Regions from separate parts of the Ovis aries genome. Here region 2 is linked to region 1. A link is a contact called in public Hi-C data. All regions are on one chromosome and are shown on one strand. Each heading gives the region's core, a stretch centred on a gene start, on an enhancer-like site or on the middle of the called end of the contact. The rest is flanking DNA. Distances are from core to core; before and after follow the strand shown. Region 1 overlaps SPAG1 (sperm associated antigen 1). Region 2 holds the start of SPAG1 (sperm associated antigen 1).

What was found. Hi-C and Micro-C count contacts between places; a contact is called where the count stands out from the background.
Region 2: a contact with region 1 is called in a Hi-C map of hypothalamus, with 2.0 times the contacts expected there. The contact joins the promoter of SPAG1 here to the enhancer-like site in region 1. A contact is called at or near these places in 3 of 16 Hi-C or Micro-C datasets (hypothalamus, liver and tail adipose tissue).

What each region holds. Positions count from the first base shown.
Region 1 is chr9:77,085,829-77,091,208 of ARS-UI_Ramb_v3.0, reverse strand. SPAG1 (sperm associated antigen 1) reads left to right here. Exons shown (of 18, transcript XM_060393896.1): 11 at 2,180-2,572; 12 at 2,886-2,985. Among named protein-coding and RNA genes, the nearest start is that of SPAG1, 57 kb to the left of the region's middle. Within about 2 kb of position 2,103, at least 24 of the 54 cell types and tissues checked have an H3K27ac peak or open chromatin away from gene starts, as enhancers often do. A contact at or near this core is called in hypothalamus, liver and tail adipose tissue, where this site is marked.
Region 2 is chr9:77,142,207-77,147,925 of ARS-UI_Ramb_v3.0, reverse strand. It overlaps SPAG1 (sperm associated antigen 1), which reads left to right and starts at 2,762. Exons shown (of 18, transcript XM_060393896.1): 1 at 2,762-2,827.

The DNA.
Region 1 (5,380 bases), core at 854-3,353:
AAGGAAAGAGGTACAGCATTCATTTCATTTCCTCTGGATCCTGAATCCCAGTTACGTTGGTTTCTAGCTCTTCATGCTTGAGGGAATTCCTTAGTCTTCTCCTTGTGTCTCTCTCTCTTCATTTGTAATGTGGGGATAATACTTGGTATGAAGGTTAATGATAATGTATGTAAAGGTCCTGACTCATATTAAGTTTTAAATAAATAGCAGCTGTTTAGTAACAGTATTGGTCAGACATGAGTGGATGACACCCAAGGGAACAGAAAACAATTCTAGCTGCTCATCATTTCTTCTGACACTGATTTATGCTTCCGTCCATTTTTATTCTGGGTGGAACCTGAGCAGCAAGTACCAGATGAAGAGTACTAGAGCCTTGCTGTAATAATTCTATTGGGTTCAATCTAGGGATTTATCAGTATTACAAGATCATCTTTTGTTTTAATAATTAAGCCTCTTTTGGTTAGTGATCCAAAATTGAATGTCATTCTGCTGTATGGAAAAGTGAAAGTGAAGTTGCTCAGTTGTGTCCGACTCTTTGCGACCCCATGGACTGTAGCCTACTAGGCTCCGCCATCCATGGGATTTCCCAGGCAAGAATACTGAAGTGGGCTGCTATTTCTTTCTCCAGGAAATCTTCCCAAACCAGGGATCGAACCCGGGTCTCCTGCACTGCAGACAGACGCTTTACTGTCTGAGCCAGGAAAACTCTATTTAGTTTGCTTTTATACACTCATTTTGCCTTTTTATACTGTTCATGGGGTTCTCAAGGCAAGAATATTGAAGTGGTTTGCCATTCCCTTCTCCAGTGGGCCACATTCTGTCAGACCTCTCCACCATGACTCGACCATCCTGGGTGGCCCCACACGGCATGGCTTAGTTTCATTGAGTTAGACAGGCTGTGGTCCGTGTGATCAGATCGGCTAGTTTTCTGTGATTATGGTTTCAGTGTGTCTGCCCTCTGATGCCCTCTCACAAGGCGAAATGATAGAGGAACTCTATCCTGAAAGAGGAACTCCCCAGGTCAGTAGGTGCCCAATATGCTATGAGATGGCTGGATGGCATCACTGACTCGTTAGACATGAGTTTAAGTAGACTTTGGGAGTTGCTGATGGACAGGGAGGCCTGGCGTGCTGCGATTCATGGGGTTGCAAAGAGTTGGACACAACTGAGCGACTGAACTGAACTGATAAGCTCATTGCTTGCCTTAAGGTGACCATCATCTATTCACTGATTTTCATTTATGTACTTGTTGCTTTCTATTTCATCTGTGCTTCAGATTCTGGCTTTAACATTCATGAAACAGAATGGGAAATACATTCATTAAAAATTAGATGAGAATTTGTTACAAGAGAAAGTTGGGAAGTCTCTGCAGTTAGTGCTTTGAAATGATGAATTGCTTTGTTTTAAATATTTAGACACCCATCAATGAAATACTTATTTTCATAGTTAAAAATCAGTTCAATAATCAATTATTAAAGCTCTGATAAATACTTGAAATCTTTCAATCAAGATCAGAGGAATTTTTACCTTGGAGTAAGGTACTGTAATGGAAATTTTACTGACTTTTTAAGGTTCACTTTAAAAACTAGGTGGCTGTTTTATGTGAGTTCCTTGCTAAAACCATTTTTAAATGCCTTAAAAATCACTTGGACTTGATAATTTGAAAAAGTTGATAATTTTTTGATTATTTGAAAAAGATAATTTGAAAAAGTTATCTTCTCCCAGTTCTTTAACAGAAGGAAAGGGTACCCTAACTTGGGAGTGCAGTTGTATTCAAGTCTTAGTAACTTCATTCATTCATTTGTAAATTGTTAAGCGGAAGAAAAGTACAAATTATGTAAGGTCTACCTCGACACGTATGCTGTGATGAAGGGAATGATGTTTGAAATGCCGGTTTTCACATCCCAAGCTCTTCGGCGTTCGAAGAGTTAAGTCCGGGCTTTACTTGAGTCCTCAGCCCCGGAAACCCTCTGGTTCCACAGGAGCGCGGCCTCCGGTGCTCAGCCCTCGGGGCGGACCGGCCCCCAGCGGCGCCGGAACTGCCCGGCTCCCGGCGAGGGGCGGGCCGGCTCCTCCCGGCTTCGCCCGCGACCCCGCCCCCGCGCCGGCACTGCCGCGGCCTCGGCGGTAGCTGCTCCCGATGATGCAAACAGTCACTTCCCGCATCCACTCCCCACAGAGGCGGCGGAGCCGGCGGGAGCCGGGAGCGCCGCCGAGCCGCGCGCCATGGGCAACATCCAGAAGAAGCTGACGCGCAGGAGAGAGGGCGGCAAGCGGCCGGAGAGGGGCGCGCCGCGGCGGGGCCGGGCGCCAGGGGCCGGCGCGGACAAGCGGGACCGACCGCGGGCCCGGGCCCCGGCGGGCGGCGCCAACGGGCAGCCGGGCGGCGGGCGGGGCGCCGGGGAGCCCGCGGCCGGCGCGTCCCCGGGACCCGACGCGCCCCCGCCCGTGCCCCCTGCCCCGATGGGCCCCGCCGCCCTGAAGAGCCAGGGCAACGAGCTCTTTCAGAATGGGCAGTTCTCCGAGGCGGCGCTCAAGTACTCGGCGGCAATCGCGCAGCTGGAGCCCGCAGGTGAGTGAGCTGCGCCCGGCGGTCTCCCCGGCCCCTTGCGAATGACAGGCGCCCACTGCGTCCGTTCCCTTCCTGGAAACCGAGGGCAGGGCGGATGCGGCCGAACCTCGGGGCGCGCCGCGTGTGCCCGGGGCGGGGCGCGTGGGCAGCTGCCGGTCACGGGCTTGGCCTCTGGCCGGAGCGGGCCCCGGCAGCTGCTCGCAGCCGCGTTAGCCGCGGGTGTAGGACCGTGGTGCCGCGGGAGACCTCAGTCTTCTGCTGAACTGTGATTCCGCCAATGGATTGTAACTATTTAATTAAATGTGATTTTTAGGAAGTGGAAGTGCAGCCGATCTAAGTATCTTATATTCAAATAGAGCAGCATGTTACCTCAAAGACGGAAACTGCAGTGGCTGTATTCAGGATTGTAACAGGTAAACTGCCCGTTTTTCAGCTTTGTCAACAGATTATCATTTCAGTGGGATGAATGCAGTATTTAATACCCTTCTAACGTTTCTGCGTAAATCTGATTTTTTAAGACATTGAAGGTGCGTTAATTGGTTAACACATAAAGCTCATACATCCTTTTACATATATGAAGACAATTATAGAAGATGTTTGTGCAAACTTTTTTCATTCCTTAGCTACCACCTTAATCATAATCTTTCTACATCGATCCCAGAGTATTGGAGAAGCCTTCTGACCGGTGTCTCTGCCTCCTCCAATCCACTGTGGCATCAGGATGACTTTTCCTGAAGCATTATTTTGTGCAGACTGTTTCAGCCTGTGTTCAGTTGCCCAGTATGCTGTTGCAGATCATTATAATCTCTGCTTCCCTGGTGGCTCAGGCGGTGAAGAATCTGCTCGCAATGCAGGAGACCTGGGTTGGATCCCTGAGTCGGGAAGATCCCCTGGAGAAGGGAATAGCCACCCACTCCAGTATTCTTGCCTGAAGAATTCCAGGGACAGAGAATCCTGGCGGGCTACAGTCCATGGGTTTGTAGAGTCAGACACTACTGAGTGACTAACACTTTGTCACCACACTGCACCCCATGCCCCTTCTCCCCCCAATCCCCCCCCCCAAGCTTTCTGCTCCCCTTTGGTCTGTATGTGTAATGCCCTCTGCACAGCTTTGCTTCAGGAATCTTTCCTCAGCTTCCCCCTCATCTCCACTTTCCTTGTCACCTCAGACTTCGTGGTCTTCTGCGTGGCTGTGACACTTGACTCACTCTCACACCTGTAGGCACTTATGTCACCCTCTGCAGAGGAATTTAAGCTCTCTGAGGTCAGGAATTGTGTGTGCATCCCTCAAGCACAGTAGTCACCCATGGTACTCAACAAGTTACATACTGAGATGGATGAATATATTTACATAAATAAAAAGTATCTTAAAAAATTTTTTTTAACCATTAAATATTAAGCCTTCTTGAGGAGCCCTTTGGAAAGAAGTTACTATTTATTGTTGTTCGGTCACTAAGTCATGTCCGACTCTTTGAGACCCCATGAACTGCAGCACGCCAGGCTTTCCTGTCCTTCACTATCTCCCAGAGTCTGCTCAAACTCATGTCCATTGAGTCAATGATGTCATCCAATCATTTTGTCTTCTGTTGCCCCCTTCTCCTCTTGCCCTCAGTCTTTCCCAGCATCAGGATCTTTTCCAGTGAGTTGGCTCTTTGCACCAGGTGGCTAAAGTATTAGAGCTTCAGCATCAGTCCTTCCAGTGAATATCCAGGGTTGATTTCCTCTAGGATTGACTGGTTTGATGTCTGTGCTGTCCAAGGGCCTCTCAAGAGTCTTCTCTAGCACCACAGTTTGAAAGCATCAATTCTTCAGCACTCAGCCTTCTTTATGATCCAACTGTCACATCCGTACATGACTACTGGAAAAACCATAGCTTTGACTATATGGACCTTTGTGGGCAAAGTGATGTCTCTGCTTTTTAATACATTGTCTAGGTTTGTCACAGTGTTTCTTCCAAGGAGCAAGCATCTTTTAATTTCATGGCAATAGTCACCATCCTCAGTGATTTTGGAGCCCCCCAAAGTGAAATCTGTCACTGTTCCCATTTTTTCTCCATCTGTTTGCCATGAAGTGATGGAGCCAGATGCCAGGATCTTTCTTTTTGAAGTTGAGTTTTAAGCCAGCTTTTTCACTCTCTTCTTCCATCTTCATCAAAAAGCTCTTTAGTTCCTCTTCGCTTTCTGCCATTAATATGTTACTGTTAGTGCATCTAAAAAGTAAGAAGCTGCATGTACTGGTGTAACCGTCACAATCTTCATTTACTCCTGTTGTGTGGTATAATTATTAGTATTACTCCCTTTCACTCTTAGAAGCCCTAGTTTGGACAGTGGCATACATGGACACCTTGATTATAAGTTGAACAATTTTTTTTTTTTCATTGACAATATCAGTTTACATATGTGGGTTAATTATCTGTGCCTGCAGCTTAAAAAGAAAGTCGTGAGCTGCTTGTATTTTTTTGCCAATTTTACATATTCAAATTTAAAATAAATAATATTTATATTTACTTTGGTCTGTCCTGGCATCATCAATGGTTGTGCTAGCTCACAACGTTTTCAGAATTTGGGGAGTTGGTTGAAGTCAAGTTGGTAGTTGAAATCTGATATGATTGGAGTACTACTAATACTATGAATATTGGCAAAGGCCACAATTCTGGGCCTTTTTCTCAGGAGAGCCAGCTGTTAAACGTTTGCCACTGCCCATAACTAACAACAAAACCAAGTAGATTTGCATAGTGTCAGGCACCTTGCGATTTGCAGCTGAGAACCTTTCAGTTCAAGTGTCTGTTGCCTAATACATTACCCTTCA
Region 2 (5,719 bases), core at 1,513-4,012, 56 kb before region 1:
CCTCCTTATGTCTCCTTTATCTATAAAATGAGAGTAATTTTACTTCTTGCCTACCTGGACAGTTATAGAAAAGGTAAAATAGATATAAAATAGCTTTTAAAAAATTCTTTTGAATACTGGTCTATAAATATAAAAATCAGTAAATCTGAGCTTGAAGCTAACACATAACTTGTTCCCTACTTAAACTGTTTATCAGACACACAGGTTCATCAAAATTTACTGGCCAGTTTATTTAACTTCAGCTTAATTGTTGAAGTCAAGAAATTAATACATCTATACCTACATATACCTGCAGAGTCCCTTGTTAGATGGCAGTGACTTCACCAGGATTCACTTTCCTTATTTGTAAGGTGGGCATCAAAAAATACACTACAGCACCTACCCCAAACATTTGCTGCAAGATAAAAACTCTTAAAGTAATAAATGTTAGCTATTCACACCGTTACAGTTTCTGCACAGATGATTGTATTCAGTTCAGTTCAGTATAGTCCCTCAGTTGTATCTGACTCTTTGCAGCCCCGTGGACTGCAGCACGCCAGGCCTCCCTGTCCATCACCAACTCCTAGAGTTAACTGAAACTCATGTCCATTGAGTCGGTGATGACCTCCAACCATCTCATCCTCTATCATCCCCTTCTGCTCTAAATCTTTCCCAGCATCAGGGTCTTTTCAGATGAGTCAGCTCTTCACATCAGGTGGCCAAAGTGTTGGAGTTTCAGCTTCAACATCAGTCCTTCCAATGAACACCCAGGACTGATTTCTCTTAGGATGGACTGGTTGGATATCCTCACAGTCCAAGGGACTCTCAAGAGTCTTCTCCAACACCACAGTTCAAAAGCATCAGTTTTTCTGCGCTCAGCTTTCTTTATAGCCCCACTCTCATGTCCATACATGACTACTGGAAAAAGGTAGCCTTGACTAGACTTTGTTCACAAAGTAATGTCTCTGCTTTTTAATATGCTGTCTAGGTTGGTCATAACTTCCTTCCAAGGAGTAAGCGTCTTTTAATTTCATGGCTGCAGTCACTATCTGCAGTGATTTTGGAGCCCCCAAAAAAGTCAGCCACCATTTCCACTGTTTCCCCATCTATTTGCCATGAAGTGATGGGACCAGATGCCATGATCTTAGTTTTCTGAATGTTGAGCTTTAAGCCAACTTTTTCACTCTCCTCTTTTCACTTTCATCAAGAGGCTCTTTAGTTCCTCTTCACTTTCTGCCATAAGGGTAGTGTCATCTGCATATCTGAGGTTATTGATATTTCTCTCGGCAATCTTGATTCCAGCTTGTGCTTCCAGTTCAGTGTTTCTAATGATGTACTCTGCATATAAGTTAAATAAGCAGGATGACGATATACAGCCTTGATGTACTCCTTTTCCTTGAGTGCGTCAAGGCTGTATATCATCACCCACTCTGCTTATTTAACATATGCAGAATTCATCATTAGAAACCCTGGGCTGGAGGAAGCACAAGCTGGAATCAAGATTGCCAGGAGAAATATCAATAACCTCAGATATGCAGATGACACCACCCTTATGGCAGAAAGTGAAGAACTAAAGAGCCTCTTGATGAAAGTGAAAGAGTGAAAAAGTTGGCTTAAAGTTCAGCATTCAGGAAATGAAGATCATGGCATCTGCTCCCATCACTTCATGGCAAATAGATGGGGAAACTGGAAATGGTGGCTGACTTTATTTTTTGGGCTCCAAAATCACTGCAGAAGGTGACTGCAGCCATGAAAGTAAAAGACACTTAGTCCTCGGAAGGAAAGTTGTGACCAGCCTAGACACCATATTAGAAAGCAGAGACATTACTTTGCCAACAAAGGTCCATCTAGTCAAGGCTATGGTTTTTCCAGTAGTCAGGTATGGATGTGAGAGTTGGAGTATAAAGAAAATGAGCCCAGAAGAATTGATACTTTTGAGCTGTGGTGTTGGAGAAGACTCTTGAGAGTCCCTTGGACTAGGAGGAAATCCAACCAGTGCATCCTAAGGGAAATCAGTCCTGGGTGTTCATTGAAAGGACTGATGTTAAAGCTGAAACTCTAGTATTTCGGCCACCTGATGCGAAAAGCTAACTCATTTGAAAAAACCCTGATGTTGGGAAAGATTGAAGGCAGTTTGAGAAGGGGATGACAGAGGATGAGATGGTTGGATGGCATCACCGACTCAATGGACAATGGGAGTTGGTGATTGACAGGGAGGCTTGGAGTGCTGCAGTTCATGGGGTCGCAAAGAGTCGGACACAACTGAGCGACTGAACTGAACTGATCCTCAGTATTCTCTCTCTAGATCTTTTAAATCTAGTTTAGACTCATTGACCTAACTTTTTCATCTTTTCTCTCTTTTTTTTTTAATCTGTGAAAGATTTCACATTTACTTTCTAATCCATCTATATATTCTTGGATGGAATGTCTTTATGAAGATGATAGTGATGTTTTTAATTTGCCAACATAGTCTATTTACTTGCGAGTTGGTGTTTATCTTGTTTATTCAGCTTGATTGTTTCTGTACACAATTATGACCAGAAAAAACCATAAAGTGTGCGTGAAAAGAAATTTTCTGAGTACGTGTAATTGCAACTCCTGTTTAATTATCCTGTGTCTGAGTGAAGCTGGGTCTGCAAGGCCAATCAGTGGATGGCAAACCGGAGACTAGCCAGTCGTCACGCAGAGGCTCTCAACCCCGCCCGCGGCGGTCCGCCTCAAGCTCTGGGTCTGTGGAGGGGCGGTGTGGGCAGGGGCGGGGCGGAGCGGCGCGCCCCTCCCCGGGTGCCTGAGCGAGGCTGATACGGTGTGTGGCTGGGTCCTCTGCACGGCTTGGAGTCTGAACCAGGTGAGTATGTGCGCCCAGGAGTAAACTACATCTCCCCATCGCAATCCCTCCCTCCGGGGGGCGGGGTGAAAGATAGACTCTGAAGTAGGGAGGAAGCTCGGGATGAACAGCCTTCTCAGTCGGGGAAGAAATTGGGGCCTTTTGTTTCTCGGGGCTGAAGTTGGCGGGTGTTGGGGCAAGGTCTCCGGTGGCGGCCACTAGTGCTATTCCCCGGCCACAAAGCCGGGGAATAGAGAGAAATTATTCATAAGAGTCCTGAAGTGGCCCCTGACCGCTGCGGGTTGGCTGTAGAAGCTCCGGGATCGCGGGCAGGCCCTGAGCCCGCTGTCCTCTCTGGTCGCGCTGTACATAGAAACCGTTGCTACGGGCTGGAGGATGCCGTTTCCTTTCGGTCTCCGGCTGCAGGTGGCGCCCAGCCTTGTGGATGCTGGGGAGAACGTGCGAAGGTGGAAGTCAAAACAGTGTTTCCTGTTACTAGCGTATTGCAGTTTGCGCTGGAGGTATTAGTGACAAACTGATGAGTAAATGTGGGAAATGGATGTGAGTTAGGATGGTGGAGAAGTTAACCCCAACTAGGACCACAACTTTCCTAATCAGATACAAGTTGCAAGCAGATGTGGAAGAGTTCTAACAGGAGCAAGTAAAGTATAACTTGTTTTTTGGAGTTTGAGAGTTAACATTTATTGATCTTGAGAATGTGTCTCCTCCCCACCGCAGTCCTCCACATGGTAGTTTTCAAAAAAGATTCTCAGAAACGTTAAAACGGGGTTTATGTTGAAATTCTCTTAATTAGGTAAGCGGTGTCTTTATCATTTCTAACGTTTTTCACTATGTGTTATTCAAATCATAAAACCTCAGGGGTTTCAAGATTCCTTTAATTGAAGGTAATCTATTTTAATCCTGTTAGGTGCTTAAATCCTCCCATCAAATATCCTCCAGCTCTTGGGAAAAAAATGTCCTACAGACAATTCATTCTATTCTGGGCAGCATCAATAATTTTAAAGTTCTTCACTTGGTTTCTTGTAACTTCCACCATTAAGGCTACCCTTGTGATGGGAGACCATCCTACTGGGCCCTGCTAGTTATGGTGTGAAAGCCATATTCTCACTTCCTCGCTGGACCTCATTCAAAAGCTGACAAACTGTCATCTATATTCTGTACCCAAGTCAAAGCCAGCAGGAATATGGAGATGCTGACAGTGCATCCTTTTTCTGCAGGGGTCTGATGTATGATCAGATTCAGAGGGCAGGCATGCTGAAGGGAATATTCCTTATGGATTAGACTTATTGCTACTTGTTTTAAAATTTATCACCCAGTGTGTTTTAGTGCAGTGTTTAAAAAAAAAAAAAACTTTGACAATATAACTCATTATGTATACATTTTACTTTGCAACATTTATATACACATTTGTGTGTGCATTTATATATGCCTGTATTTATCATTTCTTTATATAGGCATGAAATAAAAGTTTCTGTGAAACAGTATTTAATGGTTAGTGTCAGGTAGTCTGATTTTATTCCTGATTGCAGCTGACTAAGTTGATTTCATGAGTTGCCACCTGTGATTTGAAAAGCACAATTAAGTATGACAGTTAAGTATGTGGGCTCTGTAGTGGCCTGAGGTTCAACTCTTCAGTTCACTACTTAATAGTTATATGACCATATGCAATTTATATACTTGAAACATCACCTTCTTCATCTGTAAAAAGGAAGTAATATCTTTCATGAAAGTGGTCTTGAGGACTGACATAATTCATGACATAGAAATTTAGCTTCATAAATGTTAACTGTTATTACTGCTCTCTGTTTAAAACATACTTGATACAGTAGTTGAAGGATTAAACAAAATAATAATATATGCAAAGTTCATTAAGAATTAATGTGTTTGTTGCTGTTATTGACACTATCATTAGCAGCATATCAGTAGAGTGAAGCTATCCAAGGCCATCATATTCCCAATTCAGTTGAATTTAGCAGGTATTTCTTAAGGGATATGAGACACTACTTACTATGTTAGTTCTGAAGCTCTGAGATGAGTTAGGTAAAATCTCTCACAATCTAGAAGAGAAGACAAAGAAATAGAATTTGGATATCTGCTATATGGTACGAGAGAGGTATGTGCAGAGTTCCTTTAGAACATATTAGGCCTGGCAGCTGTTCATTGATGGGAGTGGGCAACTGAGAATGTAAGGAGGCAGGGAATGTGGAAGAAGACGATGCAGAATTACAGAAAGGAGATTATTTATGTTTGTACGGAATCAAAAAAACAATTAGGATGTGAACAGCTAAAGTAGGAGATACCAAAATCAATGTTCAAAGATACCTTAAGAAAGCAGCTTGAGCACTAAAGAGGATCAGAATACGCACACTACACCCAAGTTGGCCACTTTGGCATAAGGATTATTTTGAGCAGAAGGCAAATAAGAGCAGACGCAGAAAAAACTTTCTGCCTTCTCCTTTTCTGCCTAACAGCAGGACATAAATTTCCCTTTATGAAGGTGTTCCCTCCTCTCCTCTCATCCCAAGGTGAGGAGTACAATCCTTATCACAGCAGATGGACAGTCAGCACTGAGGTGAGTCTGCAGAAACAACCCTCATTAAAATAACTCATCTTCCATTAGTTTTTCCATATATTTACTTTCTAGAAGCCAAAACCCTTTTTCCTTTGTCTAATCATTTCTACACAATTTATCACACTTTGTTAAAATGATACATAGGTTCCCAGAGGTAGCGGTTTCTTTGAGTTTTCACTTTTCTGTGAAGCCTCCAGGAGTATATAAAATAAACCTTTTCTCCTGTTGATATCTTTTGTCGGTATGAATTATTGGCCTCAGGTACTGAACCCAAATTGGTAGAAGAAAAAGATTTTTCCTCTACACACCAAATCTTGCTT